2 separate regions of the Ovis canadensis genome follow, and region 1 is linked to region 2. Evidence: chromatin contacts called from public Hi-C data. All regions are on one chromosome and are shown on one strand. The core of a region is the stretch at or near the end of the contact, and the rest is flanking DNA. Distances in the headings are between cores, read along the strand shown. Region 1 holds the start of CDH15 (cadherin 15). Region 2 holds the start of APRT (adenine phosphoribosyltransferase).

What was found. Hi-C and Micro-C count contacts between places; a contact is called where the count stands out from the background.
Region 1: a Hi-C map of fibroblasts shows a contact between it and region 2, with 10 times the contacts expected there. The contact joins the promoter of CDH15 here to the promoter of APRT in region 2. A contact is called at or near these places in 2 of 2 Hi-C or Micro-C datasets (fibroblasts and lung).

The regions. Positions count from the first base shown.
Region 1 is chr14:27,460,340-27,465,214 of ARS-UI_OviCan_v2, reverse strand. It overlaps CDH15 (cadherin 15), which reads right to left and starts at 3,360. Exons shown (of 14, transcript XM_069552687.1): 1 at 3,209-3,360. The coding sequence starts at 3,250.
Region 2 is chr14:27,218,953-27,224,395 of ARS-UI_OviCan_v2, reverse strand. APRT (adenine phosphoribosyltransferase) reads left to right here and starts at 3,920. Exons shown (of 5, transcript XM_069552651.1): 1 at 3,920-5,414. The coding sequence starts at 5,335. GALNS (galactosamine (N-acetyl)-6-sulfatase) reads left to right here. Exons shown (of 14, transcript XM_069552647.1): 12 at 423-544; 13 at 1,834-1,951; 14 at 3,732-4,607. The coding sequence ends at 3,818.

The DNA of each region.
Region 1 (4,875 bases), core at 2,111-4,610, 240 kb before region 2:
TACTTCAGCTTGACTTGTCATCAGAACCAACCAGGATGGTAAGCATTATGGACAGATTCCACCAGTTCACCCCAGACCTACTGAGTTGGGAATCCAGGCAGGCACGGGGCTGAGAGGTAGGACTGGGAGACTGGGACCAGGCTCCACCCCACCTCTCAGAAGGTCTGCGTGTGGGGTGGCGTTGGGGTCCCTGGTGGATCCATCCCTACCATCGACTGTACAGAAGTAAAACAGTGCCAGAGCCCCAGAGGGGCAGTCAGCTGCCCTTGACCTCCGCTGGGGTCCATCCTGCCCGGGAGCTCTGCCCGGGGGCCTGCCCGGGGGCCTGGAGCAGCCCATAGAGCTCTTTGCTGTCTTCACCAACCCTCGGGTTCAGAACAAAGAATTACGAGGCAGGCTGTCTCCCAGGGGCCCGGGGAAAAGAGTTGGACACTCTTCCATGCTGGGTAGAGACACTGGTGACCAGGGCAGCCAGTGGGACAGCAGTGAGAGCCTGCTTCAGCTCCCGGCCCTGTGGCCTCCAGAGGCCCCTGTGAGTGGTGAGCAGGGGACCCCCATGTGTCTTGGCTGACAGACAGGTGTTTTCAATCTCCCTGCCTGGTGCAATCAGAGGCCGCCACGGACAGTGGAAGGGGTTCTGGGGCTCTGCTGAGTCACGTGGCCTCTGGGAGGAAACCTCAGCCATGCTCCCGGGGGCTCTGCAGACTCTGAAGACCCCCTGGCAACAGGAAAGTCCTGGTACAGGGCAGCCCCCACAGCAGACACATGGTCTCCTCCAGAGCAGGCCAGGGGATCAGCCCCACATCAGCGTGACAGTAAGCAGGGCTGCAGGGAGGGAAGCTGAGGTGCCGCCCTAGCACCGTGGGCGGGACAGCGGGGAGCATGGTGCTTGCCCCAGTGGGGGTGGGGGGAACAGCTGTCCTCTGCCTCACCATCCTGTCCCTCCACTGAGGCCTGCAACAGCTGGAGGGAGGCTCAAGGGAGAACCACAGGGCCTCTGGGCCAGGCGGACAGCTGGCTCCATTCCTGGCATGCCTGATGCCTGCCAGGCCGTCCAGGAAAGGGGTGGCCTGGATTCCAGCCGAGGAGGTGGGGGGAAGGGGCTCAGGCCTGGGAAGCTTGCGGGGGAAACCAGACTGGGAACGTTTTGCCCACAATGTACCTCGGCCTCTCCCTGGCCCAGGCAAACCGCACCCACATGACCCAAAGCTCCAGGCCTCCACCTGGTCCCTAGAATTTGAGGAACCCAGGCTTGGAAGTGATGTTGGAGGGGTGTCCCCACACACAAGTGCAAGGTCACTGGAGCTGGGGGCCCCTTCCAGCAGTGTGTGGGTTGGCTCCGAACTATCTGCTCCCTACCCGCAGGCGGGGCAGGGTCCCAGGGTGGGGTCCCAGTATGGACCCAGTTACTGGGGACACTATGGGCACAGAGGAGGGACTGACAGAGGCCGGCTCTGAAGAGACACAAGCAAAGCCCCCTGGCTGAGATTTCAGGGGACACAGGCAGGGGGAAGGTGAGCCTCCGTCAAGCCCACCAAGCTGGCAATGGGTACACAGAGTCTGGTCAACAGACCCTACCCCAGGGGCCCACCCCAGACAGCGCTGCTCAGGGCCTCTTGGAGGGGAAGGAAGGTGTGTCCAGGAAGTGGCCACAGGACCCCTATGGCTGGATAGGAAGGGACAAAAGTCTGAAAGCTGAACTGGGTTGGGGAGGGCTGGTCCAGGGGACGCTCCCCTCGTTTGGGTGCTGATCTGAGCTGGGCTGAGTGCAGGAACGTGAGCAGCCAGGCTCGCTGACTGGTCCACCCCCCACTCCCGCCCCCCGAGAATCCTTGCAGTCCCAGCTGTCTGGGAGGGGGTGCATTCTAGCCCTGCGGGAGGGGAGAGGAATCTGAGCTCTCCTCCCCTCCCCTGGGACCTGGTCTGAGGATGATACCCTCAGTCTCAAAGGAGTGGGTCCCTGGGAACCAGGGGCTGGAGCGCTGTTTCTGGAGCGAGTAGAGCCTTCTGGAGCGTGTGGGGCATCTGGGCCTCGCTTGGGAGGAGCAGAGAGCCCATTGCACCCAATGAGCTCCTAGCAGGGGGTTGAGGGGCGCAGGTCGTGGGCAGCTGGGCTGTGCTGGGCAGAGGGTGATCATGGCCTCTCTGAGCTAGCTAGACACAACAGTGGGGAGTGGGGAGCATGGTCTACAGGGGGTGGGGGTGTCAGTGAAAGGGCCCAAAGGCAGGCGTGGAGGTGGCTGGAGCTGTGGGGCTGGAGGCCTGAGGGGCCAGCCGCTGGAGGGTCCAGATGACAGGCACTTAGCTGCCAGGGGCTGAAACCCAAGCTGGCACACCGGAACTGTGGGAGGGTCTGTGGGGATGAGAGGGGAAGCCCTGGTGGGTGTGGAAGTGTAACAACAAGCAACGGGTCCTAAGCATGGCTCATCGCCCCCGTGATCATCACCTGTCCAGTCTAAGAGGCCCGAGGCATCCCCTCTGGCCTCACCAGTGGCACTGGCTCACGCACGGCACTCCTGGGCCCAGCCCAGTGCCTGCCCATTAGCTAAGGGGTTTGAGGATGTGGTCGAATCTAAGGGTGCCCATGTGCAGAGTGGGGGCTCTGTGCTTCCCCCCACCTGCTGGCTCCCAGGCTGCAGAGACCTCAGGGTGTGGGGGTTGGGGGGCTGGCAGGAAGTGTGGAGGCAGAGGTTATGTGTGCTGGGACCTGTCTCTACTGGGCATGGGGCTCCCCAGGGAGAATGGGTTTCTGGAGGGCAGAGCTGCCCCATCCAGCTAGGCGGGTCAGCTGCCAACTCATGGGGGGTCGACATGGCCGGAACCTGGCCTCCAGGCTTTCCAGCCAGGGGTGCTCCTGATGCCCCCTCTCCCCATGCACCCCATAAGACTGAATACCCCCCGACTCTAGGGCTGAGGCCAGCACCTCCAGCGTGAGGGTGGCCTTCTGGGTCCTCTCTTCTGGCAGTCCCTGAACTTGGCTCCCCGTCCTGTTCACTGGGGGCGGTTAGACTACTCTCCCCCAGGGGCACAGAGCCCTGGACAGAGCTGCCCCACCCAGAGCCTACCCCGGGCCCCTCAGCTCACAGCCGCCCACGGGAGCCCAGAGCCAGCGGTCCCGGAGGCAGGAGGCCGGAGGCCGGGCTGCCCCACTCTGAGACGCGGCGCTTAGCACAGGGGCCAGCGACCCCCGCGCGGCCCCCGGCCTTACCTGGGCCAGCAGCCCGAGGGCGAGGAGGAGCGCGGCGTCCATGGGCCGGTAGCAGGCGGCAGGCAGAGTGTCGGGCAGCGGGAGCGGCGCCTTCTGCTGGGACAGGACCCGGCTGAGTGACAGCACAAGTGTACTGGCGAAGGAGTGACAGCACGTGTGCGGGGGCGGGGCGGGGCGGGGCCTGCGGCTGAGTGACAGCACGTGTCCAGGGCGGAGCCGAAAGCTGGGCTCTGGGTCAGGCGGTGGAGAGGATGCCTGTCAGAAAGGCTGCGAACATTCTCCTTCACACTGAGCACCTTCGTGCTCCTGCCTCAGGGCCTTTGCACTGGCCATATCTTTACCCAGACTGCCGTCAGGCTCCAGTCCCAAGGCAAGGCGCTTGGCGCCTTGAGGGCCCGATCACTTTTGCCGTGTTCATATAGTGTTCCCGCTGTGGGTGGAGCTCCTCAGGGCGGGTTGACCCTTGCTGCCCCCTAGGGACAGCATACAGGAAAGAAAGCCCAGCCCTGCCTGCTGCCTCCTTTCCTTCCTCGTCGGTTGGAAACCCCTGGGTGGAAGGGGCAGGCTGTCTCTCCCCTCCCAGCCCCTACCTCCTGGTGTGTCGCTCAGAACCAGGGAGGGCAAGGGGTAGGGAGGTAGGGGGTGCCCTGCGGACCTCGAGCAGGGGAGTGAGGAGTGTCCTGTGTGGGAGCTGGTCTCCGTGGCAGAAGCAGGCATGGGGCCTCTGCCCTCCTCTCTAGATTGAGCAGGTGCAGCACCATCTGTGCCTGTAGCCTGCTTGGAAGGAGGCCAGGCTGCCGGGGTGGGGCGGGGGCTCCGGCAGTGACTGTATCCCTGGCACTCAGGGCTCCAAGGTGGGGGTGGAGGGCGGGAGTCCCTTCCATCTGCAGGCTCCAAGGCCCTGATGCTAAATAGTTCCTGGAGACCACCATCCTGCCTCTGAGGTCAGGGACCCCAAACCCGGATGGAGGAGCCCTCTGAATGTTTTTGAGTTTCTGCCCCCATAGGTGAGGTAGAAGGGGGTAAGGGGGGCGCTGAGTGCCCAAGTCCCCTGATTACCCTCAGGCACCCTCTCCTCTCACTAGTCCATCCCTGCTCTGCGCCATCTGTCTCTTCAACAACCTCTGGGGATGGGGGCTCCAGGGAGAGATGAGCTGGACCTGGTCCGGGGTTGGGGGGTGGCCCAAGAGATGCAGAAGCCTGGGGCCCAGTCCAACTTTGGCCCTTGCACAGGAAGTTCTCTCCACTGACTGCTTGTATCTGAGCCTCGAGGGCCTATCCAGCACTGGTCCACCCCAGGGTGCCAGGGCTAGCTGGCCTTTTTCCCAGTGGACTCAAGGCTACTGACCCTCTGGGCATCCCCTCTCCTTCTCAACTCTGCAGGCCCCAGGCTGCCAACCCCAGGGTTTAACCCTTCACCACCAGCAGACCCTCTCTGGGGTCCTGTGTCAATGCCGGGGGGGCCTGAGGCATGGGTGTCCTCACCCATGGGACCCCCTTCCCTGGGTGGTCTCCCCTGATTCTGGTGGGGCTTGGGCACCTGTGAACTGGGAGGAGGGCAGAGGCTCCACTAGGGGGAGCCTTGGGGGAGGGGGTGTGGGAGGTGGGGGGTCAAACCTTGGGAGGTTCATCCACCTGTTTAGGGATTTGCAGCTTTCTCTTGATAA
Region 2 (5,443 bases), core at 2,671-5,170:
AACACGGGCATCGGGATCACCTGTGTTTCCTCTGGCTTCAGGTCCATAGTCCCTCCTCTTTAGCCAGCCAAGGGGTCTTGGACGAATGCCGGCCGCCATGTACCTCATCACTACAAGGCTCATAGGGTGGACGTGAGAAGCTTTGCTCTAGGAATTAGAATGTGGACTAAAGTATTTTAAAGAGACTCACCCCTCCCCACAGAAAAGTACTGAAACGCTAGGGGACGGTGCTCAGGGCAGGTGGTGCAGCTCGGGGCAGGTGGTGCAGCTCTGGGCAGGTGGTGCAGCTCTGGGCCGGTGTGGGAAGGCTCCGTCTGTGGTTCCTGCTGGGCTCGCCGGCTACTGCCGTCCTGTAACCTGCTCCGCCTCAAAGAGCCCCGTGGACCGAGCACTCACCTGCACACCCCCACGTCTCATTTCAGGGCATTGATTTCTGTCCCGGGCAGAACGTCTCAGGGGTCACCACCCACTTGCAGGAGGAGCACACGAAGCTGCCCCTCATCTTCCACTTGGGCCGAGACCCTGGAGAGAGGTTCCCCCTCAGGTGAGCCGGGGCTTGTGGGGGCCATGATGCTTGCACAGGTGGGAGACTGAGGCTGGAAGTTAAAACCAGGCTGAGGCAGCATGGGAGTCAGTGTGGAGCTGAGACCTGGCAAGAGCAGACTGCAGGCCCTGTGCCTATGGGGCCCCAGCAGCCTGACTGCCCCCTGGTGCCACACAGAGGTCAAGGCCAGTGGGTCACTGGCCCTGCTCTCTTGCACCCCTTAGTTTTCCATCTACTGGGCTTTCCCCTGAGTCACATCCCAGCACCTGCTTCTTGCTCCCAATGTTTGTTCCAGCCAGGCCATGGCACGGGTGGGGCACATGATCCCATCCCCAGCATCCCCCAGGCCTTTAGCCCACCTCATAGATGGGTAGTGTGGGCCTCCAGGTCTCCAGGTGGGGTATAAGGAGAGACATTGTCTGAGCCCCACCCTGGATAGCAGATGTGTGTGTGTGTGTGAGAGAGGGAGATACGTGACTTCCAATACAAGTGCCTATTAGACAGTGGCGACAGCAGCAAGCCCTGCCCCTCGCTGGCTGTGAGCTGGCCAGATGGTGTCCCCTGAAATTCGAGGTCCCAAGGAACATACCTGCCACTGTGCCCCCAGGAGACCCCACTATCACCATCAGGGTCACTGGCCCAAGAAGAGGGCCCAGCATGGATACCAGGCTCCCCCAGTCGGGGGACCACATGACTTTGCATGGGGTGACTTGGGGGACAGAGCTCTAGGCAAGAAGCCCTTGGTGCTGCCACCTGCCTGGGAAGTGTGCAGGGCTGAGCACGAAGTCTCCCAGGCATCTCCCCCGATGCCATCACACAGGATCCTGGGAGACTAGCTGGTGGGACAAGTGTAGACAACAGCAGGACGCCAAGGGCCCAGGAGCCACGTGGGCTCGGTCCAATCCACCAGGACCAGTTGCTCCAAGAAAAAGGAGCCTGGGCCAGAGGATTAAAAGGGACCCCAAAAGAGGAAAGAGCCCCCCGTTTCTGGGGAGCACTCCAGGGCTTCCAGCTGAGGAGCAGGTTGAAGAGTCAGAGCCACTGTCCTGGGCCCCTGGCTCTGCCTGAACTCTCATTTGCTGGACGGTTCCCTGGGTGCCCACCTCAGGGCGGGCAGGCAGGACAAGAGGGGTCCATAGCCCCCGCCTGTCTTCCTGGCAGGTTGCCAGATGGTGGCACCTGGAGCAGGGCTGTCCCATCAGCCTCCCCACACCTTGGTCTACCTGAACGGGCTGCTGGGCTCGCTCTGCCCTTTCCCCACCTTGTGACCTGGTGCCGCCTGCCTGCAGCATTGCCAGCATCGAGTACCTGGACGCCCTTCGCAGGATCACCCCGGTCGTCCAGCAGCACCAGGAGGCCTTGGTCCCCGGACAGCCCCAGCTCAATGTGTGCAACCGGGCAGTCATGGTGAGTGGTCTGTACATGGACTGTGGGGGCAGCCTAGGGCCGTGTGCATGCTGAGCTGTCTGCCTCAGACACGAGCCCTGCTACCCTCCTGCCGCTCTGGCCACAACCTCACAGGAGCAGTAGGGGGTCTCTTGGCCTCTCTGCAGGAGCAAGATGAGCCAAACCCGTGTGGGATGTGGGTGTGGACCGGCTGGGTGGATGGCCTGGGGTGCAGCCAGCCCGTGAGCCCCGCTCCTCACCCACCCCCACCAAACCCTGCTGGAGTTCTGAGGATGGATGTGCAGCCCAAGCTGCTGCCCTGAGCTGGGTGGAAGAGGGGGGGGCGAGAACTAAAGGACATTGAATGTATTCCCTGGGGGTGAGGAGTGCCAGGGGGCAGCTGGCTTTGGGGGTGGCCTGGTCGCTGCGGTCCACATCCAGGGCTCACAGGGAAAGATTCGAGGCAGGGGCCAGCAGGGCCTCCCCATCCCTTGGAAGGACACCAGGCTGGTATTCTGGCCCCTGGACTCAGCAGTGGAGCAGAAGGGCCCCGTCTCAGGACCACCGAGGTCCCTCAGGTCCCAGTGGCTGACAGACCTCCACCCGGGGAAGAGCCCCCAGTGCCCCCTCCAAGCCCGTCCTGTCGTCTTGGACACGGTGCTGTCCCCACCCCAGCACACCGTCTCCAGGTAGTGGCAGTTGCCGTGTGGCTCAGAGACCAAGGGTTCTTGGTGACAGGACGGGAGATGGGGAGGGGCCAACCTGACAGTCACTGCCGCCACCTCCTGGGCGCAGCCGGAATTGCCACGGCTCCCAAGTGAGTGAACAGTGGGGGTTGGGCTCAGACTGAAGTGAGCACTGCCACCAGAGGTTCAGCGGCCCACACACGTGGGCACCTGCATGTGCACACCAGTGTGCAAAGCACTCCCCAGCCTCCACGCTCTGCTCCGCCCAGCTGCTCTGGACCAGCGGGTAGACTCTGGATTGTGTCTTCGCTCTCAGGACAAGAGCAGCTCGCAGCCCGTCTCCCTAGGGCCTCATCAGACACCCTCCCCGACCTCCAGGCGCACAGGCTGGGCCCAAAATCTGCTTTTGCGTATACCCGACCCCTTTCTTTGCCCTGCCTCAAATGTTGGGAACTGCTCCCTTTCCTAAACCTGGCTCTGCCAGGTGGCCGTGCAGCCAGAGGGCCACCTGATGGTGTTCATGGCAGGGGAGACTTGAGCCACGGTTCTCACAGGCACTGATGCTCCAATTCAGACTCAGGGTCTGAGGGGGGCGAGAGTAGGTGGAGTGACTCTGAGGAGGGCACACTTCCTGTGTCGGGGGACCCGGCAAAGCCACGAAGGCTCCCTCTCAGGGATGTGAGTGTCCTGTTGCCAGGAAATCATGGCCACACAAAGCAAGTCTGCGCACGAAGGAGCAGCTGGGCAAGCCTTCAGAGGCACCAAGGCCACCACCTACATAGCTTATGGGGCGGGAGGAGTCTGTCTCACCCCCGCCACCACCACCCGGGAGCCTGCAGAGGCCATGGTGCTGGGCAGTTAGCAGACTGTCCCCTTCAGTGACAGACAGGCCCTGTTAATACCAGGTTGCCGCAGGGCAGTGTCTCCTGTGTCAGCCTCGGGCGCAGAGCTGCTGCCAGGCCAGGTGGAGATGAGACAGGTGGTTCCACACTGTGGTGTCCATCTGTTGGGGTGGGGCAGGTCACAGGCCTGGGCAGGGCATGAGTCTGGACAGTACCAAGTCTGGAAGTGCTTAGAGTAACTGCATGTCCTCTTTCTGAACTTTCATTACCTAGAACTGGGCGCCCCCAGGCTGTGAAAAGTTAGGGAAGTGCCTGACACCCCCGGAGTCTGTCCCGGAGAAGTGCTCCTGGCCCCACTAGCGACAGCCTGGGTTCAGGCCAGGCCCAAGCCCCGGGCTAGGAAAGCTCTGGCCTCAGAGACCTCGGCTGGAAGAGCACCAACTTCCTCTGCCCTGCCTGCCTGCCAGACAGACGTCGCCTGTAGCCAGCAGCGGGACCTGCCTGAGCCCAGCCCTGGAGTCTTTCACCAGCCGTCCTGGGCCACCTGACTGCTGCCTGGGGCCCACAGCGGCCCCTGAACGGGAGGCTACTCGCCTCATCTTCCCACCCTGCTCCAGCTACCTCATGGCTGCCTCGTCTAGGGCCTGAGTTCTGTCCCCGGGCCCAGAGGCGGAGATGTATCCCCTTGAGGACTGTGGTCCTGGTGTTGAGGCTGCCTGCCCATCCTGTGTTGCCCCTTGGCGCTGTGCACAGGGCTTCCCCCAGCACCTCCCCCGCGTACCCCACCCCCATGGTGCAGGGCTGTGGTGTGAACACGATGGGGGCGGCCAAGGGCCTTTCTGACCCAGAGCCTCGCTAGTCCAGTGGGGAGTGCTGATGCCAGCACCTCCCTTAGACATCTTAGACACTCGGGTTTGTCTGTGCCTCAGAGGTTCCCTGCCTGCCCTCCCTTTGTGGAGTCCAGGGTGGCAAAGCTTGAAGATAAGCCTGAGCCAGCCTGTGCATAGCTTCCAGGGGACCCACCGTACAGAGGCCTGTGGGCTGCTCCCATCGGGTGGTTTCCGCTCTGCAGACTGCCCTGCCAACTCTACTGTTAAGACTTGTGGAATGGTGAAGAAAACGGGTTTAGAATAAAGTAACAGGCATTTAGCTTTTTTAAAAAACAAATTCTGTTTAGGGGAGGTTGCCCCCTGGGTGCCATGGTCGGGGCTGGAATGGGCCAAATGCCTGGGCTTTCACCTCTGGCTCTCCCCTCCCTCAGCCCTGAGTCTTCTGAACTGCTCCCCTTCAGGCCCTGCTCCGAACCCCTTCTTGCTCCGGTCCTTAGGCACCGGGGGCTGGTGGGGATGGGGGTCCTGGGGGAAAGGCCCCCTCGTACGGTGCTGCCAGAGCTCAGCCAAGACTCACTGGGAGGGAGGGAGAGTGGGCGAGGCCGGTCGGTGCGCTCCGCCCAAGGCGTGGGGTCCTGGCCACAGCTGTGCCGAAGACCTGCGGGCACTCGGCTCGGCCGAAGTCGGGCGAGTATTTCCCCGAAACTCTGGTTGGGCCTGCGTAGACGCTGTACTCCATCAACCCAGACTCACATCTGGGCCCTGCGCAAACGTCCTCGAGGCGGGGACTCCTGTGTTCTGGGCACCAGAAACAGGCGAGCGTCTTAAAACCGACCGTACATAAGACTCTATGAAATACGGTACCTCCTGCGGGAGTAGGTGGCCCCGCTCCTTGGGGCCCCGCCCCCGCCCCCCTCCCGTGCCGGAGCGGAGCGCTGAGCCTGCCCCTGGCGTCCGGCCCCGCCCCCTGGGCTCCGCTCCCACTCGGCGCAGGCGCGGAGCCGCCGAGCCGGCCCCTCGTGCCCGCGACACGCGCGGAAGTGGCGATGGCGGATTCTGAGCTGCAGCTGGTGGCGCGGCGCATCCGCAGTTTCCCCGACTTCCCCATCCCGGGCGTGCTGTTCAGGTAACGGGCGACGGGAGGGACTGACGGGG